Linked DNA regions of Zea mays: all the other regions are linked to region 1. Evidence: chromatin contacts called from public Hi-C and HiChIP or PLAC-seq data. All regions are on one chromosome and are shown on one strand. Each heading gives the region's core, a stretch centred on a gene start, on an enhancer-like site or on the middle of the called end of the contact. The rest is flanking DNA. Distances are from core to core; before and after follow the strand shown.

Region 1 (3,992 bases), core at 228-2,727:
ATCTTATAAAATGGCATATATATACTTACAGATTGTAAACATTGTAATCAGTAATACGATTATCGATAAAGTTATTCAAATCTAGAATAGTTTGAATTAGGACGAGCTAAAATTCGTCATATTTTAGGTAAGTAGAGAATAAACATCTTCAGCATGATATTTGGATGTCAAAAAACTAGCACTAAACAAGATGTGGTGGTTTAACTTCTTGCCCTCTTTAGACAATATATTCACCTTCACATCAAAATTGCCTAATTTATAGATTGCCAAGGGTCTATATGTATTTAGACCATGTTTGGTGAAGTTCCGACACATCAAAACTGGTACTAAACTCGAGCTATTTTTTATCTCCCTCTCAAAATAAATTAGAAACATGTAAAACCACAATTTTTTTAAATTTACTGGCTTTGTCTCCTCCGTACACTGTAGCAAAGAGGTGGAGAAAAAATAAAACCATGCCAAATAGCCCTCCACTGTTTCCCTAGATATTAAATGGTAAATAATTGGTTACTTTTAGTTCAGTGGTCCGTGCAAAATATACATACATGATTTCCATAGTATAACACTATAGCATTAAGCAATGCTTAAATAGACTAACATTTCCATGATCACACTTGAGTATTTTACCATAAACTATGAAATGTTACTAGGAAGGATGTATTAGATGAAGTTTTCTTGAAGAAAGAGCATATGTATATAAGTTCTTAAAAATTATCCACCAATGATGGATAGACACGGAAAAGAAAAGTTATCATAAAAGTAATGTCAGAGAAGGGGACTAATTTTGTCGCTTCCCGAACCGACACTACGTGTAACAATTAAAAGCGAACGTATTTTTAAAAATGACTAACCCTTAAATTTGAGTCGTTGATCTATATCAACATTTCATCCAACCGCTCTCTTTATTTCTTCTTCCTCCCGTCGTCTTCTTCGTCGCGCCAACAGTGCTATAGTTCAATAGTACACCCTCGTCGCGCTAGCTCACTAGAGCTAGCGCCCTCCACTCCACCTAACCCTTCTAATGGTCGTCCTCTGATTGTTGTAGTCCACAATCCCCTCCTCTAATATCATCACTCTATTTGTAGCCTTAGCCTAAGATCGATTTTATAGTGTTTTGATGTTCTTGTTCTCCTGAAATCATCATGTCAATCGAAAAGGGAAGTGAATATGGTAATAAGTGAAAGAGAAACTCATATTTGATGGACCAAATATGATTTGGCAATTCCTGTTCTACTGTGTGTCCGGATCCAAATTTAGTCCGGCACATGTTTTGGCCGCGGGAGGACGAGGAAGGAAATGGTCTCAGAAAACCGGTGGCTGATGCGGACCGGAGAATCTCCGCCCGCAGGCAGGCCCACAGACATTTGGGGCCCCGCCACGCCGTCCGCCAGCCGCCAGCCGCCAGCCGCCAGCCAATCCCTTCCTGTTTCTATTTATTCATCCGCCCGGGCCCCTCCGCACGCCTGCACACATTCCGCGCACACCCCGGCAGCCGCAAACGCCTTCGCCGTCGCGTCCCGCTCCTCCGCCCGCCCGACGCGACCCCTAGGACCTGGAGAGAGAGGTCGGCATGGCTGCCGCAGTGGTCGACGACGCTGGTATGGACGCCGTCCAGAAGCGCCTCATGTTCGAAGACGAGTGAGCCCTCTTTCCTTCCCCGACTCCTTCTCCTTCCTCCAGCTAATTTTCGCTCCTCCTCCACGATCTGCTTGTCCCCCACCTGTTCCGGTTACGCGCATCGATATTTGCTCGATTTTTCTGGCGCCTGGGGGCGGGGCTTTCGTTCGCGGTTGCACAGCTGCCTGCTCCGCCGGATCTCGCCGCGATCGGAACGCGGGCACGGTTTGGGTCACGGAGGCTGTTCAGTATGTTTGACTTTGTGCCAGTGATATACTGTACCACGTTTTAGTCTCACCGTCGCACTTGTTTGATGCGCTGTTTCGTCCTATACTCGTGCTGTGGGGTTAGCCGGACAGGACTGTCCTGCGCCAAAATTCCGGGCATGCCGTGCCTGCCCAGTATGCACTAGGCTCAGTAGGTCGATGTAAGGAGGTAGGTACTATAACTGAACTGTTTTTGTTTTTGCATCTGGAATTCAGGTTCAGTAAGTTTTTTTTAAATGATCTGGTTATGGATGTCCTTTTTGTTTAATTGACGACGGGTAGATGAGTAATTCTTTATGAATCATTTAAGTTGTGGAGTGCATAGTTGATGTGAATAGTGTTCAGTAAATCCTGGACGGTGAGTACTCTCCAAAGTTAGGGCATTGCTATACTTACAAAGTGGCTCTTTTAGGAAGTTATTATAGTACAAAATTTTAAGTGGATTGTGGAGATCCATGTGGGTGAACCTGGATCGAAGAGAAACCTGTAGAATTTGTGGATCAGTTCCTCACGTTTTTCTTATGATATAGTACATGATCTTTTCGCCATATTCAAGTGATTCACTGACAATTCTTCTTGACAATGCTTGCTTGATTTTTTTTCCCACAGATGCATTTTGGTGGACGAGCAGGACAATGTTGTTGGCCATGAGTCAAAGTACAACTGTAAGATTCTATTCTGCTCTGCTTATCTACTTAATTTCTGCACCCTATTAATGTTGTTTGAACTGGTTTGTGGAACAGTACTTGATTTGTTATTTGTCATGTTAGGCCATTTGATGGAAAAGATTGATTCTGAGAATCTGCTACATAGGGCATTCAGTGTGTTCCTTTTCAACTCAAAATATGAGCTGCTACTTCAGGTTTGTTTTTTTATTTCTTGTACTCTGCATTTCTATGATGTTTTTTTTGTCTATTTTATTGCATACCAGGCAAAGGTTTTAAATTTCCGGTGATTGTTTTTCCCCTTATGTTTGAGATTAAAGTCATGAGCCATAAAGTCCCAAATTACCTAGTACCTTGTAATAGCAGATCTCTAGCTATTACAAGGTACCAGGTCTCTAGCTATTACAAGGCTCACTGAATCTCCATATATGAACTACCATTGCCTAGCATGATGCTTTGAAAACTGGTTTCAAAAGGGCAAATTCTCTCTCTTTAATTCTTGGGTTGTGTTGGGGTGCTCCGGCGGGAGCAATTTGTATGTGTGACCCCCCCCCCCCTCCCCCCCTCTTTTGTGGGCCGGCCTTTGGTGACCCGTCTTCTTTTTATGTACTTCCTCCTTAATTGATAGGCAGTGCTCCTGCCACTTTCATTCAATTTTTTTTTGTAGATGTTTCTTTGGCAGTATATATGACTGTTAGCTTTGAAGTTGCACTATATGTTATGGCTCCCAGTATTGCTGGGAGTACATATTCCATAAGTCAACTTAGTCTCAGGGACCAAAAATATCGAGAAGCTACAGTAAAATACCTGGCTCTTAAACTTTGGATTAATTGTATACGTGCCACTCAACTTCTGCAAAATTAGATAGCTAGTTCACCAAGTGAACTAGCTATCTAATTTTGCAAAAGTTGAGTGGTATGTTAGTGGCATCCAAATGAACTAGCTATCTAATTTTGCAAAAGTTGAGTGGCATGTTTCTAATTGACCCATTAACTTTAGAACTAGCCCAATTACCATTACCGTATTAAATGTTTGTTTGTTTTTGAACAACACATTCCAATGTTTGTGACTATCCTATTCTTTTCAAATTGTTTTTGATAAGTATCATTCTACTCGTGCAGCAAAGGTCCGCGACAAAGGTTACCTTTCCTTTAGTTTGGACCAATACCTGCTGCAGCCACCCTCTGTACCGTGAGTCTGAGCTTATCCAGGAGAACTACCTTGGTATGTTATGGAACAGCTCCTAGCCTAAAATTATTTTCTTATCTCTCTGTCATTGTTGCTCTGATCATTGGGAGCTCATCCTTCTCCAGGTGTGAGAAATGCAGCACAGAGGAAGCTACTGGATGAGCTGGGCATCCCAGCAGAAGATGCCCCAGTTGACCAATTCACCCCTCTGGGCCGAATGCTTTACAAGGCACCATCTGACGGGAAATGGGGGGAG
Region 2 (4,109 bases), core at 962-3,461, 140 kb before region 1:
TGCTTCCTCAGCGTGATGTCGCAGCGATGGAGCTCTGCCTGAGCTCGAAATAGCGAAGCAACAAAATTGAGCTGTTACACAAAAAAAGGGAAAAAAAACAAAGCCATGTAGCTCAGATTGAAGCAAAAATCAATGATCAGGATCAGGTACAAAAATCACAGAGATCAGAGAAGATCTCTGCCCTGCTACCAATATTGGTGTCATAATCAGTCTTCAGAGAGATGCACGAGAACCAGTAAAGCACAAGGGAAAGTTGAGGCCGCACAGACATTGGAGGTTGCCAGAGTCATGCTGCTGGGCTGCTGGCCATGCTTGCCGTAATTCCCATGGTCAGTTTTTTGGACCATTTCATTTGGGATTTGATTTGGTGGGAGGTTGAAGAAAAGGAAAAGGGGAAAAAGGGAGGCGAACAAGGTTAGGAACCAAACATGAGAACATATCTTGCCACCCTTTGCTCAGCTAGTTTGGGCAAAGCTTGCCTAAAGCCTGCTTAACCTAAACTAGCAAAAGATCCAAGCAATGGCAGGGAAACATGCTACCACAGTGGTACCTCGTTCACCCTGTCAAGAATTTACACTAACAGAAGAGAGAACAAAGCAAGCCCATTTTCTCTTGTGAGACAGCTTGGAAATTGTAACTCCTGATGTTAACATCAATGTCATAGACTAGCAAGTTTTGTTGTGTTGGGCAGACCAGAAATGTTGGTTCGGACATTCCAATCATCAAGAATATGTTATTCAAACTATCAATGACAAATGTTCCCAAAAGTGTTTGAAGCACTATCAATTCTTACATCGGGGTAATAATGCATTGTTTGGATCCCACGAGCTAAACCAAAAGTGACTAAAGTTTAGTTACTTAGGAGTTAAATATCTAAACAGGAAGAGCTAAAAGTGACTACCATTTTAGTCATGTAGTCACTTTTAGCTCTTCATGTTTGGATCTTTAGCTCCTAAGTGGAGGTGTTTGGTTTCTAGGGACTAATTTTTAGTCCCCGTTTGGTTTGAGAGACTAAAGATTAGTCCCTCCATTTTAGTCTCATTTAGTCCCTAAATTATCAAACGGTGGGACTAAAAATTTTTAGTCTCTAGTCCCTCAAGGGATGACTAAAAAGGACTAAACCATATAAATTGTCCCTCCTTTATTTCAGTTGCACTAATAGTAGGAGAATAAGGAGTATTTTAGTCCTTTTATGATTTTTTTAATGTGTTTTGAATAGTTTAGTCTCTATAACTAAACAGGGTAGGGACTAAATTTTAGTCTCCTAACTAAACTTTAGTCTCTGGACTAAAGTAACCAAACGGGCCATTAGTCCCTCCATTTTATTTCATTTTAGTCCCTAAATTGACAAATACACATATTTGGCAATTTAGGGACTAAAATAAAATAAAATGGAGGGACTAAAAATTAGTCCCTAGAAACCAAACACCCCCTAAACTTTAGTCAATTTTGTTTTAGCTATGGGATCCAAACAGCCCCTAAGGAAACTGGTTTGGCCAGACAAGTATAATTTCCAAAAATGGTAGACCTGATGGGAGGGGGGAAACCGGACAATGCATCCCTGCTCTCCCAGATAGTGGTCACCCTTGATCATGCACATTCCCTCTCTAATCTCTAGTTCTATGAAATTTGTTGCATTTTTCTTCAAGGACCAATTCTTTCGGTTATTTGCTCCAGCCTCGCATCCAGGTCGATGCATCCTAAGTTTCCCGAACAAGACTAGAACCGGAATCTTCAACACCCAACCCGCTAACTCTAAACACGATTCACAAAGTCTAAATCCTCGTTTCGGAAAATGTGCATCTTAATTTCTCCAGACAACGTCGCCTCGCATGGATCAGGACAAAGGGGAAAATTACGGAGGTGAAGAGGATAGATGCCTCACTTGTTGCCGCCGTCCTCGGAGACCTTGTTCCCGAACCGGATGTGTCGCCCAGCGAAGATGCCGCGCTTGGCCCGCCCCATGATGACGTTGCTGTCGGGAAGCATGTCCTTCACCGACTTCATAAGCTCCGCCGGCAGCTTCCCCTCGCCGCCCACGCGCCGCACCACCTTCTTGTACATCTCCCGCGCCCGGAACGACATCTTCCCCCTCCTCTGATCCTCAGCTGACTCTCTTGCTACGACGGCGGCGCCGGCGGGCGGTTGCCTTGCGAGGTTTTGGTGCCTAGGGCGGCAGGGCGCTGGACGAGAGGCGGAGATGCTTCCACTCAGCTGGCCGCTAGCGCTAGGGCTGCAATATTGGGCTTTGGGCCGTTGTATCAGTGTTGGCTGGGCCACATGTATAAGAAAAATAGTTAATGGGCCTAATGTATGTTGTTGCTCCCAACATTTTTAGGTTATGCTTATGTTGAATTTTAGCTTGCATATATCAGATATGAATGTTTCTTATTTATAGAGCCATCCAATTTTTTAAAAAAAATGACGCAGTTGTTAGCATAGTTACCATTAAAATTTGTTCCTTACACTTTACGTTTATTGGTTTCATTAATCTATACGTTTTAATTTCTATGACTGCTGTCGGGGACTATAATTAGGGGTACCCTCAAGACTCCTAATCTCAGCTGGTAACCCCCATCAGCACAAAGCTGCAAAGGCCTGATGGGTACAATTAAGTCAAGGCTCGGTCCACTCAAGGGACACGATCTCGCCTCGCTCGAACCCAGCCTCGGGCAAGGGCAGCCGACCTCGGAGGATTCACGTCTCGCCCGAGGACCCCCTCAAGCAACGGACGCACCTTCGGCTCGCCCGAGGCCCAGTCTTCGCCAAGAAGCAACCTTGGCCAAGTCGCCACGCCGACTAACCGTATCGCAAGAGCATTTAACGCAAACATTTAATGCAAAGGTGGCCTGACACCTTATCCTGACGCGCGCCCTTCGGTCGACAGAGCCGAAGTGACCGGAGTCACTTCGCTGTTCCACTAACCGGCCTCACAAGAGGACAGCGCCGCCTGCGTCGCTCCGACTGTTGTGCCACTCGACAGAGCGAGGCTGACAGCAGTCAAGTCCGGCCTCAGGCGCCATGGGAAACTCCGCATCGCCCGACCCCAGGGCTCGGACTCGGGCTCAGCCCCGGAAGACGACAAACTTCGTTTCGCCCGACCCCAGGGCTTGGAGTCGGGCTCATCCCCGGAAGACGACGAACTCTGCTTCGCCCGACCCCAGGACTCGGACTCGGGCTCAGCCCCGGAAGACGACGAACTCCGCTTCGCCCGACCCCAGGGCTCGGACTCGGGCTCAGCCCCGGAAGACGACGAGCTCCGCTTCGCCCGACCCCAGGGCTCGGACTCGGGCTCAGCCCCGGAAGACGACGAACTCCGCATCGCCCGACCCCAGGGCTCGGACTCAGCCCTGGCCTCAGCCGACGGTCTCCGCCTCGCCCGACCCAGGGGCTCGGACTCGACCTCAGCCTCGGAAGACAGACTCGACCTCGACCTCGGAGGAGCCTCCACCTCGCCCAACCCAGGGCTCGGACCGACCACGTCACAGGAGGCGCCATCATTACCCTACCCCAAGCTAACTCAGGCTACGGGGAACAAGACCGGCGTCCCATCTGGCTCGTCCCGGTAAACAAGTAATGATGGCGCCCACATGCTCTATGACGACGGCGGCTCTCAGCCCCCTTACGAAAGCAAGGAGACGTCAGCAAGGACTCGACAGCCCCGACAGCTGTCCTCCCGCCAGGCTCCAGCGCTCCTCCGACGGCCACGACACCACACGAACCGGGTGCCAAGACCTCTCCGGCTGCCACGACGGCATGTACTTAGGGCACTAGCTCCTCTCTGCTAGACACGTTAGCACACTGCTACACCTCCCATTGTACACCTGGATCCTCTCCTTACGCCTATAAAAGGAAGGTCCAGGGCCCTCATACAGAAGGTTGGCCGCGCGGGGAAGGACGGGACGGCGCTCGCGTAAGCCGCTCGCTCCCTCCCGCGTGGACGCTTGTAACCCCCTACTGCAAGTGCACCCGACCTGGGCGCGGGACAAACACGAAGGCCGCGGGTTTCCCCTTTTACGCATGTCTCCCTCCGGCTTCTTCCCCCCTTCGTGCTCCATCTCGTGTCGACCCATCTGGGCTGGGGCATGCAGCGACAATTTACTCGTCAG
Region 3 (4,516 bases), core at 1,522-4,021, 200 kb after region 1:
AACCCCCCTACTGCAAGCGCACCTGACCTGGGCGCGGGACGAACACGAAGGCCGCGGGACTTCCACCTCTCTCACACTCGACTCCGGCCACCTCGCCTCTCCCCCCTTCGCGCTCGCCCACGCGCTCGACCCATCTGGGCTGGGGCACGCAGCACACTCACTCGTCGGCTTAGGGACCCCCCTGTCTCGAAACGCCGACATGAAATGACACAGATTGCAGCGTCGTCTGGCGGCAAGGGCGGCGTTGGTGCTTCCGCGAGGGCCAAAGGCCAGACGGTGAGAGCGCAGCACCAGCAGCAACAGCCGGAGACGCCCGCCGAGCCGGAGCGGAGCTACGGAGGATGTCGCGGGTGGGACCGTGGGAGTGGGAGGCAGAGGTTTGGGACTTACGGGTAGGTTCCGACGCGAGCGGCGTCGAGAAGGCGGAGCGAAAGGCTACCAGAGCGAGAGCTGCGGAGGGAGCCATCAGGGCGACGGGGAGAGGGAGGTGAGGCCACCCCCCGGAGACGAGGGAGAGGGTAGAAAGGAACGGGAAACAGACTTGATTTGAAGAAAAAGAGGACAGGGGGCTGATTTGACAGATACTACCAGGCAGCGGTGGCCGTGCAGACAGGTTGCAGTTGGGCGCGTGGCGGAGCTGCCGGAGGAGCCGCGGCGGGCGCGGATGGGGAAGGAGGTGCGGGCGCGGCAACAGGGTAGCGGCGCCTGCACGGGGAGGGAGAGAGTGCGGTGGGTGTCGACGCGGCGAGGAAGAGGATGAGGTGGCGGTGCAGGTACGAAGAGGATGAGCGGGTGTGCTCGCATCGTCGAAGAAGGGAGGGGATTGGAGGCGGAGCCGACCACGGAGGAGGAGGACCGGACGCAACGCTGCAATTTGGTTGATTTGAAGTAAAATTTCGGGTCCGTGGTGTGCAGCCACGCGTTGGCTCGCGCGCGGCCGAGAGCGCGTGAAACGCGGGGAGAGACTGAAACCGGAGCGTCTTTTAACTAAAGGTAATATAGTGATGTTAGCTAGCTTGGCAGTACAGTGTTCCGGACAGAGTAAAGGCAATTAGCTGTATCAGAATGGCAACATGATGCAAATGGAGCGAGCACGTACGGGCACGGCCGCCCTCCGGACTCCGTTGGCGCGCGCGCGCCCACGTCGGACCACACATCTTCCCCCCGCCGGCCCGCTGTCTGGTACGCACACGGATGCACGCCACGTGACGATTGGACTCCCATGGGCGATGCGCTGGGCCTGGACCTGGACCTGGCAGGGGCAGCGCGACCGACCATGACTCTGACTGAGGGCCGCGCAGCGCATGTCCGGCGTCGGAGTCCGCGCGACAGTTGAGAATGTGGCGTCCACGAGGAATTAAATGCTAATACTCCGTAGTACCGGACGGGCGGCGCCGAGCGAGCAACGCACGGCACGCATCAGAGACAGGGAGGAGCCTGCTGGAGCTGCTATCTCCTTCGTTTCCGGCTTCCGGCCCCGAGTACGTACACCGACGGCCAACGCCTCGTTTAGGCATGCGGTGCAGCACACCACCAGCACCAAGCGTGGCCTGACCAGCTGGTTGTTTGCCACCGCTCGCTGCAGCCTGGCTGCCTGGTCCCTCCCTCCCTGCATGCATGCACAGCACAGCACAGTCCAGTCCACACTCCACAGAGAGGTGTTTGTGGAGACCAGCACGCAGCAGCAGCAGCAGCTATCCCTTTTCTACACTTTTCAACATGAATGATGGTTTGCGCCTCGTGGTGGCCTTTGCAGACAAAGGAGATTGGGAGGAGAAAAGGCCAGAGTCTGTTTGTCACGGACTAGGTGACGAGCATATTCTTCTCCATCCTGCTGGCTGCTGCGGTGCGCTGCTGCCACTCCTCGCCTGTTGATTCAATTCACCGGTGAACGCACACACACACAGAGAGAGAGAGAACACCAGCAGTTCGTTCGGTTTCATTCAAACGCACAAGAGCCCTTAATTTGCCACCACTCCGCGTCTCATCTATAGTAGGGGGGGGGGGTTAGGAATAAGACTGGGTTAGATACAATCAAACAGACGTGGACTAGTGCCCTGCGTTTTAAGATGAACTTAACACCATGCTACGCCATGAGAGAGAGAGAAGCATTTGCAAGTAAGCGGCGTGGGTAGATCGATCACCCGTGTGGTGTGGGCCGGATGAGGCGCGGCCGACGGTGGGAGGGACACTCTGCACTGCGCTGGACAGTGGACACTGTGCTCAGCATCCTTTATTTAATCTTTGTTTTAGCTTCTCGGAGAGCATCCAAAAAGGCCGAGGAAGAAACAAAGCCCCGCGGCCTAAAAAGGCACTCGAGTGCCCATGGACCATGCAATGCAATGCAATGCATGCACTTTTCTTTTTTTCTTTATACTAGTACATGTATGTAATGAACCCCATGCACATCAGGGCTGTCAGAGTTGTCCCTCTGTAAACACTTGACGCTTTACAGTCAGTACGTAGTATGGGCTAATTTACAGTTTATGCAAGTCAACCGTTCGACTGCCTCCTGTCATGCCGTTTACCCCGCATGTCTGAAGATGTTTAGCGGCGGCCCACGAGGGGAGAGAGGTCCTGTCCTCACTCCGCTACAAGACAAGCCCACGAATCTGAGACCCCCTCCCCACTCCCCTCGCTGCACGGCCCGCTGTTGCCCCGCCTTTATTATCCGTTTGTGTGGGATTGGGGATGGGAACACAAACATAGCGCAGTGGGAACGGGCGGCAGGGCATCGTCTCGTGCTTGTGTACGCACCAGATCAGCAGCCATTGGGCGGCGGCCAACCGAATCCATAACCAACAGCGGCCACTGCCAAATGGCACGTGGACCGCAGTGGGAACGGCTGGGTCACGAGGACCGTAACCGTATAGCACTATCCGTGTAGTTGTAGCACTAGCGCTACTATGTAATTGTAGCACATGCCAGCGTCACGATGCTCGGTTTTATGTTACACTACAATATGTACGTGAGCCAATTGTCCGGGCGTTTACTGCCACCGGCCGGGCCCCCCCTCATCCGGCAGTCTTCCAGTGTCGAGTCGAATCAGGTTAAAAAATTTGCTCACGATTCTCTAAAGATGACACATCCATCAGAACACCACTCCAGTAGCACTGCCAACTCTTAAATATGGGCCGCTGCAACTGAGAAACGACCTCTGCCTGCACGCAAACGAATTTCCGTAGCGATCGATCCCTGTCGCGGAGAAATCGGGAACGTTCTGCCATCTCCGTCCCCGTTTAGCCATCCGAGAATACAATTTCTCCATTTATATCCTCGCGCCATTATCTAATTGAGAAATTTCCAGCGAAGAATCAGGGATCAGTTTCTCATTGCCATCTCTATTCATGACGTAACATACGAGGTAAGATTACAATGCGTCATTGGCAATTACTACGGGTGATCCCAGTCCTCACTATCCGAACGCGCAGGATATTGTACAGCACGTGTCGAGATTACATATCGATCATGATAATCTTCCTTGTTTAACAATAAATACGGGTAATGTTCTTCAGTTTCATAAGTTCATAATATCTTGTGCGTGATTTGACGCCCGCAAAAAAATATCTGCCGTGTCTGTGCGCATTTTTTTTTGACAAGGAACGCCTTCCGTCAACATTAGGAAACATCCCCACGAAGGATGACTACTCGAGCTTTCAACTTGTTCTCTTTTTTTTTAGTTTCTGTAGTATTTGTTTTTTTTTCTAGTTTGCATTAGTACATGACCCATTTGTGCATTTTAAAGCACCTTGGAACACTTGCTGTTAGTTGTAACGGTAAATAAATCAACGTAGTAGGTGCGGATGCGGCCTCATGCATCTTTGGAAGATGATCTGGAGTTTTGTCCTTATTACCTCCAGAAAGTTGGAAAAGAGACAGGCGCACTTGCGATGCGCTGTTTTGTAGTAGCATATTGAACCAGGAATTTTTTTCTCGTTTTGAAGAAAGATAAGGTTTGTTTGGCTGTAACTAAGTCAAATAACCTGTTACGTAGGCTGAAGGAGGGTTTGTCTCTGCTGTCTACAAATATTAAGGTCAATTATCTAGACTATTGCAGTTGTAATATATAGAGCCAAAACACTGTAAAAATAATAAAAATCGATACGAATTAAAGCCAAACAAACATGCTATAAATATTCATTCTGACGGTACTATGAATCCAAACAGAGCCAGGTTTTCAAATCCTTGTCGTCTTAAACCAGCAACCCAAGCGAAAGTAGTAAAGAACATGATCTCGTGTGGGAGGATCAGACAATCTCGATGTCACGTGGAAATGACCAACTCAGATGCTCTTTGCTTGCAATCTCAGTCGACGCATAAACAACGCATTTCTGCCTATACCTGTCTGCTGCTGCTGGTGCTATCTCTTTCAGGGATCCAGTCTTCTTCATCAACACCAAACCCATCGGGTATTCCTGTAACAAATCCAAAAACCACCTCCATTCTTCTCTCTCCCACCATCTTTTTGTTGCCCATATCTTTGGTGCAGGGAAAGGACTCCCGCAGCAGCACAGGC

Evidence for each region. Hi-C and Micro-C count contacts between places; a contact is called where the count stands out from the background. HiChIP or PLAC-seq counts read pairs in DNA pulled down with a chosen protein or histone mark.
Region 2: an H3K4me3 HiChIP or PLAC-seq map of leaf shows a contact between it and region 1, with 2.6 times the contacts expected there. The contact joins the promoter of LOC100283328 here to the promoter of LOC541901 in region 1.
Region 3: a Hi-C map of tassel shows a contact between it and region 1, with 1.8 times the contacts expected there. The contact joins the promoter of LOC103634327 here to the promoter of LOC541901 in region 1. A contact is called at or near these places in 3 of 25 Hi-C or Micro-C datasets (ear, endosperm and tassel).

What each region holds. Positions count from the first base shown.
Region 1 is chr7:164,526,576-164,530,567 of Zm-B73-REFERENCE-NAM-5.0, forward strand. It overlaps LOC541901, which reads left to right and starts at 1,478. Exons shown (of 6, transcript NM_001111567.1): 1 at 1,478-1,638; 2 at 2,493-2,548; 3 at 2,654-2,745; 4 at 3,670-3,772; 5 at 3,862-3,992. The coding sequence starts at 1,571. LOC109940769 (a long non-coding RNA gene) reads left to right here and starts at 1,661. Exons shown (of 2, transcript XR_002263439.2): 1 at 1,661-1,865; 2 at 1,969-2,266.
Region 2 is chr7:164,384,765-164,388,873 of Zm-B73-REFERENCE-NAM-5.0, forward strand. LOC100283328 (60S ribosomal protein L24) reads right to left here and starts at 2,212. Exons shown (of 2, transcript NM_001156229.2): 1 at 1,886-2,212. The coding sequence starts at 2,085.
Region 3 is chr7:164,720,909-164,725,424 of Zm-B73-REFERENCE-NAM-5.0, forward strand. It overlaps LOC103634327, which reads right to left and starts at 2,772. Exons shown (of 9, transcript XM_020541732.2): 1 at 2,758-2,772; 2 at 1,382-1,609; 3 at 589-867. The coding sequence starts at 2,772. It overlaps LOC103633275 (BTB/POZ domain-containing protein At3g22104), which reads left to right and starts at 4,243. Exons shown (of 3, transcript XM_008654972.4): 1 at 4,243-4,516. The coding sequence starts at 4,274.